2 separate regions of the Mus musculus genome follow, and region 2 is linked to region 1. A link is a contact called in public Hi-C data. All regions are on one chromosome and are shown on one strand. Each heading gives the region's core, a stretch centred on a gene start, on an enhancer-like site or on the middle of the called end of the contact. The rest is flanking DNA. Distances are from core to core; before and after follow the strand shown.

Region 1 (4,957 bases), core at 1,714-4,213:
TAGATGAAGAATCATAGAATCTTAATTTTTTTTAAAGAAAGAAAGACAGACAGAAAGAAAGACAGACAGACAGACAGAAAGGAAGGAAGGAAGGAAGGAAGGAAGGAAGGAAGGAAGGAAGAAAGAAAGGAAGGAAGGAAGGAAGAAAGGAAGGAAGGAAGAAACCTATGTCTTTGGGACATTAATTAAAATATCAACATAGTATCTATAGTTTCTTAACAGTTAAAGTAATATGAGAAATACTATAGGAACAGTGGGTGTGTTTCTTCCCAATCTAACTCCAGTAAGAAGAGAAACATGTTTGGTTCTCACCATCTTAACATCATCCTAAGCTCATTTGCTTCCACCTTTGGGCTATGGTCTTTAAAACTCCAAGAAGGATAAAAAGGATTTAAGATCATATATTTCACATTCCTTGCAGGTTTTTAGTGAAAATCCTACTGAATGATTAACTTTGAGGAGATTTCAGTAAGTAGCAGACATTCAGCACACTGGGAACACTCAGAGAACTCTAAAGGGGTTATCTCCTATGTTCTCCAGAAATCCTAGAAGTCGTACAGAATTGCTAGACACTAACTTCTGGGAGTTTTCTGGAATATGAAACATGTCTCCACAAAGAATTCTTGTCTCTTTACAAATCTGTGCAAGTCTTACTTTATTCATGCCTTTTATTTCAGCTACGGAAAAAACGTGGTCTGTTTTATATTTCCTGTGGTTTTTAAGCATGCTGGATTTTTAAGTGCTAAACCATGCCACCTAGTGGCTAACAAAGACACCATTTCCATAACCATCGCCAACATGACTCTTGCACCACAGGATCCTCATATGTGTGTGTGTGTGTGTGTGTGTGTGTGTGTGTGTGTGTGTGTGTGTGTGTGTGTGTGTGCGTGCGTGCGCGCACGCGTGTCCGTGGGGGGGGGGGAGACAGAGAGAGAGAGAGAGAGAGTTTTAAAAACTAAACATTCCTTTTATAAGTAAAATAATTAGATAATGAAATGTTACCAGACATAAGAATACACAAACAAACTGGTAATATATTGTGAGACTTTTGGAAATGAATGTCAAAATAATAGACAGTTTCCAGCCAGGCATGGTGACACAGACCTTCATTCCCAGCTACTTGGGAGGCTGAGTGTAGATGAATACAAGTCCAAAGTCTTCCTGAGTTCAATGTGAGTGTCTGAATGAGAGTGAGACTCTTGTCTCAAAATGAAAAGTTTATAGAAGTCTGGAGATGCAGGTCAGTGGTAGAGAGCTTTTCCAGAGCATATGACGCCCTAGCCTCAATCTCCAATACTGTCAAAGAAAAGATAGAAACTTATCTAAATTCATTGCATCATTTTTTAAATGTATTTTTCCTACTCATTGGCTAATATCATCCTTGCTTAATATTTGCATTCTGCTGACTATAGGTCCATAAATAGATGTTAGTAATATTGCTTCCTTAGGACAGGGACAAAAAACTAAATGTCTTCTAAAGTTTAAGCTTCTACATTTTGCTATGTTGATAATATCACAAAAATTAACTGTGAACCATGAACTGATTTGTGATTTCAAAACTGTAAATGGACTGAGAGAATGAACTCTTGTTTCATATTTTTTAGTTTATTTCTCATTATGTTTAAAAAGGAAAATTATAGCTAAGATTAACATTTACATTTTCTCTTGTTTGTGTTGTCCGAATTACTAATCACATAGAACCAATGGAATAAAATGTATTACAAAGTCACGGTAGTAACCTTACTTCTAACAGAAGAAAATACACAATTATGTACATATTTAAATATCAGTCATGTAACCTACAGTGTGTTTGTAAAGCTTAAAAACAGGAATGGATGAATAGTTTAGTACTGAAACTAAAATTTAATGAAATACTACATGATTTGAGAACAAAAGCATAAACCTTGAACATCTGCCTTTTTTTACTTTTGTAAGTATTTGTAAATAATAGAGATTCCAAGTTCCATACCATTTTTGAAAATTTATTTATAAAGTTTTTTTTTAATGGTAGTCCTTTTTTCTATTCCTTACTCAATTTTTAACAAATTAATCTGGTTTATTAAGCAAAAGGCTCAGGAGCTAATGACTTAACCAGAAATTATCATTCTTTCTGTAAAAATGTACATTGTAAGTAAATAAAGTATTACCAATACAAGATTTTGTTGTTTCTATTCATAACCCCCTTTTATTTCCTCAGCATCTCAACAGTACTCAGAATGATGGGTAAAGGGCCTATAACAGACCCTGCATCACATTTAGATCTAGGATGGACCAGTCAAGCATTGTAGAAGAGAGCAAGTCTTCGGAAACCATGCTGGGAGGGAGAAGTGGAGAGGAAAGGCCCATTAATGAGTGCAGATTCTTCGGTGACTTGCCTTTGGATTTCTTTTTTAAAAGATTTGTCCAGAACTATAGGAGATGCTAAAAGAAAGCAAGGCCTCATTAGAAAGGCCTGTTTCATATCTACAGGCTCAGACCAGGCCTGGAGTGGTAACTCAGAAAAGACTGCCAACCACTGAAGCTCTGTGGTGACCACTGAGGATGACTGTCCCTAGTGCCGGGTTCCTATGTGTACTTTGTGACAGGCAATAACTGATAACGCCACCTTGAAGCCATTAAAGTGATTGCTTGTAAGTCAGAGCCGGGAAGATCAAAGATGAGCTTGCCTTTGCTGGACCTGGCAGACACTAAAGCTTCGGGTACACTGTGACTTTCTGGCAATGTGTGTGAGCTAATTCTCATAAAATGTTTCGTTCTGTTTCTTAGAGCTAAAAGCTTAGTGTCATTATTTTCCATGCTTAGGAAAAAAAAAAATCCACATTGTTTTTTTTTTTAATCCAAAAGTTTTAAAGGAGGAAACTTTGCCTGTCAGGAAAGCAGTGGAAACTCTGAGCTAGCTCTGCACAGCAGTCGTTTGTTAGCTGCACTTTGGAGAGTTACATTAACCACTAGAAGTTCTGTCTGTGCCTAACAAAAACATAGCCCAAGTGGATTCCTTTCAGATTAACTAATCAAAGCCTTGCTTTTTCCATGGCTGAGGTCAAGCCCTGCCATTTCAAATGTAATCTCAATGAACAAAACGGAAAGTTCAAATGGAAGAAATACTAAAATTGCCCCAAAGAAGAAATTGCCACAACTAATCCAAAACTTATTAATAGTTAAATTAGCTTTGATAATTAGCATTGAAGGATGACTTTCTCAGTTAACATAGTTGTGAGACATTTTTTGTTCTTATGTTTGTTATTGTAGAGGCCAACAAGCTATGTTTCTCACAGAAACACTTTATGATGTTGCACAGAATTTATAGTGCCCAAGTAGCATTCAAAGGAGACTTGTGCTCAAGTTAGAAGTTAACAAATGCAAATCAAGCAAAAACTATAGTTTTTGAATAGTAGTGCCTTAGCCATCCTAAATACATCTATGTATCTGATGAAGAATGTTTATGTTTGTTTTTGTCAGTCTTAGTGCCTGGCTTCCAAGTCACACATTCATCTTGCTGGTGGTCTGGATCCCATCAGGGTGGCCTTGGAAATACAAGCCTTTTTCATAAGGTCAAGAGAAATAAACAGTAGGATTCCACTCCAGATGGTATCTTCCCATTTTAAGATTAGAGAAAAAAAAGACATTTTGGAGATCACTGTTATTCCTTAAAAAAAAAAAAATCTGTCTGCATACTCGAGAGGGTACAGAGTTCACAAACCATCTGGGACAGGGCACTGAAACAGGTCTCTTTCATTCTATAGTATCCTTGAAAGCAGTAAAAACATAATGGAGTTAGGAGTATCAGATTTTAGAAAAGCATACTAGATTCAAATCTGAATTCCTTTAAGTATTTTACCTGGATAATTACTCAGTTTGACCCAGATTCTTTGTGTGCATTCAGGATTGTGACAGCATTCAGCTCAAAACATGCAGGAAGGAGATCATAAAATTGATATAAACCATCAGGTATAGTGATGAACACCTGCATTCCCAGCAGTCGAATGCAGTGATACACAACGGCATTTCGAGCAGTTTGATATTAGTGATGCATACCTGCATTGCTAGCCGTCTGCACCTATGTTCCCAGCAATCTGAAACCTTGGAGCAAGGACTGTGGTTTCAAGGCTAGCCTGGTGGCATCTATAATTTGAAAGAAAAGAAAAAGATGTCAGCCACTCAAGAGTAGTACCTAGAACAGAGGCTTGATCTATCATTCGTTTGCCAAGTACTGTCAACTACCATGACACCGTGAAAAGAATTAAAGTATCATGTAATGATAGGAAAGATTACATGAACATCTGCATTCTCAAAGTATAAAACTAAAGTTGCTACACAGTAAATTAAATATATTAAATATTTTCATAATTTGGTAGGATCCATTATAGATGTATTTCGATGATTATACATACTTTACTTTTCCATTTATCTATTTTTATTTTGGCAAAATAAATATCAATCAAGTTGTAGGAAAAGTTTAGGGACATAAAAAGCATGTGCCTATACAGAATAAAACAAAGAAACACCTAAGCATCATTCATTTAGTTTTCTTGGTGGAAAGTAGAATAACCAGAATCTACCTAGCCATGTAAAACAACACTTAAAAATGCACTTCATTTCTATTTCAAAAGACTGTCTCTTCAGCATCTCTGTGCTGATGCTAGAAAGGTGGCTCAGGAGTGCAGAGTGCGTCCTGCACTTGCAGAGGTCCCAAGGTCAGCTTTGAGCATCTTACTTTATTACGTTGTCCAGAATTGAAAATGCAATTGTATTTATTTAATATTTCTTACAAAAGTATTCAGCTTCCTCTTTATCAAAGTTTCTGTGAACACAGCACCCTAATAAGTGAAAGGGACACTGTGAGGTAACTTAGTCCCGCATGGCAGGTGTTATCCTATCTTTAAATGCTGCAAAGCATAGAGCATTCCAGGAAATGTCCTCTTTCCCTGCTTTACAATAACTTCCCAAGTTAGATACT
Region 2 (4,957 bases), core at 1,269-3,768, 64 kb after region 1:
TTTTTTTTTTTTTTTTTTTTTTTGGTTTTTTCGAGACAGGGTTTCTCTGTGTAGCCCTGGCTGTCCTGGCACTCACTTTGTAGACCAGGCTGGCCTCGAACTCAGAAATTCGCCTGCCTCTGCCTCCCAAGTGCTGGAATTAAAGGCGTGCACCACCACGCCCAGCAAGGCTTAGTAATTTAATGAGTTCTAATTGTGACCTACGTTTCCTGGAGTTGAGACAAGACCCTTCCCACTGTCCTCCACAGTCAGTGACATGTAATAAGGGAAGATATCACTTAAAAGTAAACATAATACATTAAATCCAGTCAAACAATAATAGCATCATTTTAATAAATATGAAAACATAATAAATAATAACAATTAAAAATATAATTCTAGGTAAATATGTTAATTCACCTGAGATCCTCTATTCATGTCAAGACCGTACCACACAGGCTTATTGTCAGGGGATTTGCTGGCCCACCAGGTTTTACGTGGAACACTGGCTGGGTTTGCTGAAATACATGTCTCTCCTGTTTCCATATTGCAGTAAACTTTGATTGCATCTTCAGCTGATCCCTGGTTAGGATCAATCCAATATTCACCTATTTTCCAAGATAGAAATATGTGCTAAATGAAGATTATCTCAAATATGATTGTGAGTCTCTAAAATAATCAGTAGAGATTTCATCCTTTATTCAAACTATAATTAGTAAGAGACTGGGAAGAAGGCTCAGCAAGTGAAATGTTTCCACATAAGCATGAGGACTTGAGTTAGGATACTCAAACAGACACACACACACACACACACACACACACACACACACACACACACACACACACATATCCTATACAAAGGCTAGGTGGGTATTGTGGCCCCCCTGCAATCCCAGCATGTGGAACAATGGAAACAGGAGATCCCTACAGTGAGCCAATTAGCTAGACTAGCTAAAAAGATGAAGTGTAGACTCAGCTAAAAACCCCATCTTACCATATAAGATGTACAGTAATTAAAGAAGACATCTCATGTCAACCTGCTGTTCACATGCAGCCACACACATATGACACATAAATATACATGCAAGTAGACACATAGACACACACACACACACACACATATATATATATGAAATATTCATCTATATATATGAAATGTAACTATTAAGCACTAGGGGTCTTCTTCATGCTAACTTCTTTTCAAAAGCACTTTTCCAAATCATGAACTTAAGACTCAAAACATCCAAGTGATTTTTAAACCAAGATTTTGCCTTTTATGTTTGATCTATAATTGTATAAATATACATCAAGTGTATTTATTCACATTTGTTTCTATAGGTCTATACATATACATGTATTATTATACATAAACTGCAAAAATAAAATTTTATATAAAATGGGAGGGAAGTTGTGAGACATAAATAGTACAAAAAGTGTATATTCTTTAGATAGAACATTCTTAGTTGTCTCTGTTGATGTTAAAGTTTAAAGTTAACTGAAACCCTGGTATTTCCAAACTCATTCAAATGATCTTAGATCCCCCTTTTCTGGGTCTAATTAAATAATTTAATATTACTGAAGAAGGCAAACTAAGAACACTGTCATACAACTTAGGTAGAGACACTATTTCATTCCAAACTGCCATAAAAGATCACTATACTTGATCCTGCCAGGCAGTATAGCAAAGGATTGATTGGCAGGTCATTAAAGTGCAATAAATTGATTCAATATGCAAATCAGTTAGGGAAACATGTCCTTTACTGGCCTCTCAATGATTTACCTAATTAAAATTCTGAATGATAATGTAGGTAAGAAAGTATTTTTAATTATGCATGAGCAAGTAGTGTGTGTGTGTGTGTGTGTGTGTGTGTGTGTGTCTGAACTATTTCCTCAAAATTGTTTTTTTGATATGATGTGGCCTTTATTATATATGCTATCTATCATCTTTTCAATTAATTGTCACAACCACAAAACTATAAGCTCTAGAGCATGCTCAACAATTTATCTTTGTTTCTATCATTAACTATAAAGTTAAAAATACATTTTGGGAAGCAGTTGAGAATAACTCAACACAATCAATATGTTTTACTCAAACAGGCCCCTGTCTACTCACCGCTCTGCTTTGTGGGATGGCAAAGCTTTAAATCATCACAAGTGCGGGCTGGGTGTTTCTTGGAACCATCAGGGCTACGCATGGTTTCAATCTGACTACTGAGAGACTTCAGGGTAACATGGATCCCAGGGTCTGTTTTGTTTGTGTCATCTGGAGCTGCCTGGTCTTCCGTAAACTCTGGAAGTGGATCTGGCATGTTCTCATCATAGTGTCCCATGATATCACCAAGAGCAGCAGTAAGATGGCCAGGGGGACCTGGAGGGCCAGGAGGCCCAGGTTCACCAGGAGGACCCTAATTAAGGAGAAATTGGAAAGACATTTAATAGCATTTTGTTTTGTTTTACGAAATTGCTTACTATGCTGTGTGGGGACATTTACAACTTGGCACAAGAATAAGTCGATCCTGAAGAAGTGTGATTCATACTTCTTAAACAGGCAGGGCTAGCCTGTCAAGTGATAACATTGCAAAATGAGGAGTGATGTTGAACCGCTTTTCAGGGAAAGTATCTACCAGACAGGCTCTGAGATAAACAAAGCTTAAAGCCAAACTCTTTGCTTTGATGTCTTCTTTGAAGATATGATGTATTTCATGTGAAGAACTTTCAGAGTTACATTCTTTTCAAAACAATTTTGAGCAAGATACAACTAGAATTCTTTACCAGAGCTATGGGCAGAAGGCAGAAAAAGGATGCTAGTGTGTGAGAGCTGTTTCTGTATGTCTGCATGCAAATATTAGGGTAATGAACGCAAGACTCCCGTTAGTGAACTTGTTGGTTTGTCCAAATCAAGAAAAAAAAATAGGAAGTTTTTTGTATGTATGTGAATTTTGACAAATGTAAAAATTCTCTGTACTGAACAAATTCAAAGAAAGTTTTTCATTATCCTTTTCATAGCCTTAAAAGTGTATCCTGTTCTTCTGTTTTCAGGGGAGAACTGATGAAATGTGACCACTCAAATCAAACCCCCAAAAAGTGGAAAAGATTACAAGCTGAGTGCTCTCCATTAATTCCTCTGCATTTCCAGAGGAAGCTCTCAAGAGTCTCAAAGAAGCCAAGTAACAACTAAAGAGACACAGTTCAGGTAAAATGCAAAGCCCTTGGTGTCAGAGGCTGATATGTTAATAATATTAGCTCTGCAACTCAACTGAGGCTTCAGGGAAGGCGTTTCAACCTCTGTGCTTTCTTATCCTCAAAACACTGATTTCAGGGAGAAAGACAGATGATAGATAGATGGATAGATAGAAAATTGATTTTTCTGGGAGATCCTCCGAATTTCACACATCCTACAGTAATCTGAGAGGAAGAGCACTGAGCCATAAGAAAGTAAATCAATTACCACCCAAGTCAAATAGAAGTTCTAAAACTGTGAAACTTTCTTGACTATAAGAAGAATGAGCCTCTATAGCCACGTAATAAATAATAAACATTCAACTATTCAATGGCACTGTCACTGTAGGAACAAAGATTAAGACAGTAAGGTCAGATAAATAAGATCAAAGAAGCATCAGACAACCTTTAAATGTACAGAGTGGGTCTGTGTGTAGATAGACGCCGAATGTCTGAGGACAGAGACTAACTAACATGGTTTAGTGTTTGAAATTATACTAAATACAATTAGATTTTTAATTGAACACTGAAAATTAAAATCTTAAATGTCATCTTTGGGGAAGAAAAATTTCAAACTCATATGCTTCATTTTGTTTCAAGCTCCTGCTGCCTTGACATCCCTGCCATGCAGGACTGTATCATGAACTATGATGTAAATAAACCCTTTCTTAACTTGATTTTGTCAGAGTTTTTAACAGGAAAGCAAACTAAGATTATTGTAATTTCACACAATGCAATGTTTGTCAAACTTTGATAAGAATGGAATTATAGTTTGATATTTAACCTCGATATAATATAGGTTCAAGGGCTTGGTATCTTGAACTCTTATTTTTATATGCTCTGAATACCATGTATTAAAAGACTTGAAATAATTACTTAAGTAGATAACCTTGTTGTGGTTTCTAGGCTTAAGAGTCTCTTGAAACTCTTGTTGGCAAGGTTCCACAGTTGCCATTGGATTGACTCCATTTTGGCAACAGCATCTTCCATGCAAACTCTTTTGACCTTACCTCTGGTCCTGCTTCTCCTACACTGCCCCGCACACCAGGAGGTCCAATTGGTCCAAGTGGCCCAGGGTTTCCTTCCTTTCCTGAAGGACCTACTGGTCCTGGAGGACCCTGTCAGAACACAAAAATGTATTTTAGAAGAAAGACTGCAAAATTTCTTTCTAACAAAAGAACCATTATAGAGATGGAGTAATTACCCTGATTGCTAAGATTCTAGTCTTAATAACTAATAAGTCATCTTTCAGCATTCTGTTATATTTACAATTTCACTGTGTGTGAACTGTCCATCACTAATTCTGGGTGAAGGACCAAAATAACTTTAAAATGCTAACAGGCTGGTCACCAACTTTCATTAGTAGCAACTGTTTCATCAAATAGTTAACCTGGTTGAAAATTCAATTGATTTAAAAGGAAATGATGTAAGTTGAGTGTTTATTATGGTTGAAACCAGTACTTATATATCACTTAACCTCATCAAATCATAGCACTTTCCTTAATATTATTCTCACTTTATGTATATTTACATTGTACTTAAATATAGCAGATTTGTAACTAATCTTTCTCACTTTTTATTTTTCTAAATATTTTTCTGAATAGTCTTAGGACACCAATGATTTATAAGAAGCAGCATTTATATGAATTTACAATTTCTAAAAGCCTCAAGTATTGGTTCTCTACTATGATTTGTTTCCAAATTATCTTTGAATAAGCTTCTATGGCTTTATCACAATTAAAGAAATAAATGTCTATCT

Evidence for each region. A called contact is a pair of places that touch in the nucleus more often than the background predicts.
Region 2: a Hi-C map of uterus shows a contact between it and region 1, with 3 times the contacts expected there. The contact joins two enhancer-like sites. A contact is called at or near these places in 2 of 484 Hi-C or Micro-C datasets (muscle stem cells and uterus), 1 of 115 datasets of contacts at active chromatin or transcription factors (fibro-adipogenic progenitors) and 2 of 9 other capture datasets (adipose tissue and liver).

What each region holds. Positions count from the first base shown.
Region 1 is chr1:45,313,383-45,318,339 of GRCm38.p6, forward strand. The region is part of intron 1 of Col3a1 (collagen, type III, alpha 1); the gene reads left to right. Among named protein-coding and RNA genes, the nearest start is that of Col3a1, 4.3 kb to the left of the region's middle. Within about 2 kb of position 2,964, at least 44 of the 459 cell types and tissues checked have an H3K27ac peak or open chromatin away from gene starts, as enhancers often do. A contact at or near this core is called in uterus, where this site is marked.
Region 2 is chr1:45,377,908-45,382,864 of GRCm38.p6, forward strand. Col5a2 (collagen, type V, alpha 2) reads right to left here. Exons shown (of 54, transcript NM_007737.2): 50 at 4,209-4,316; 51 at 2,093-2,384; 52 at 400-587. Among named protein-coding and RNA genes, the nearest start is that of Col3a1, 69 kb to the left of the region's middle. Within about 2 kb of position 2,519, at least 10 of the 459 cell types and tissues checked have an H3K27ac peak or open chromatin away from gene starts, as enhancers often do. A contact at or near this core is called in uterus, where this site is marked.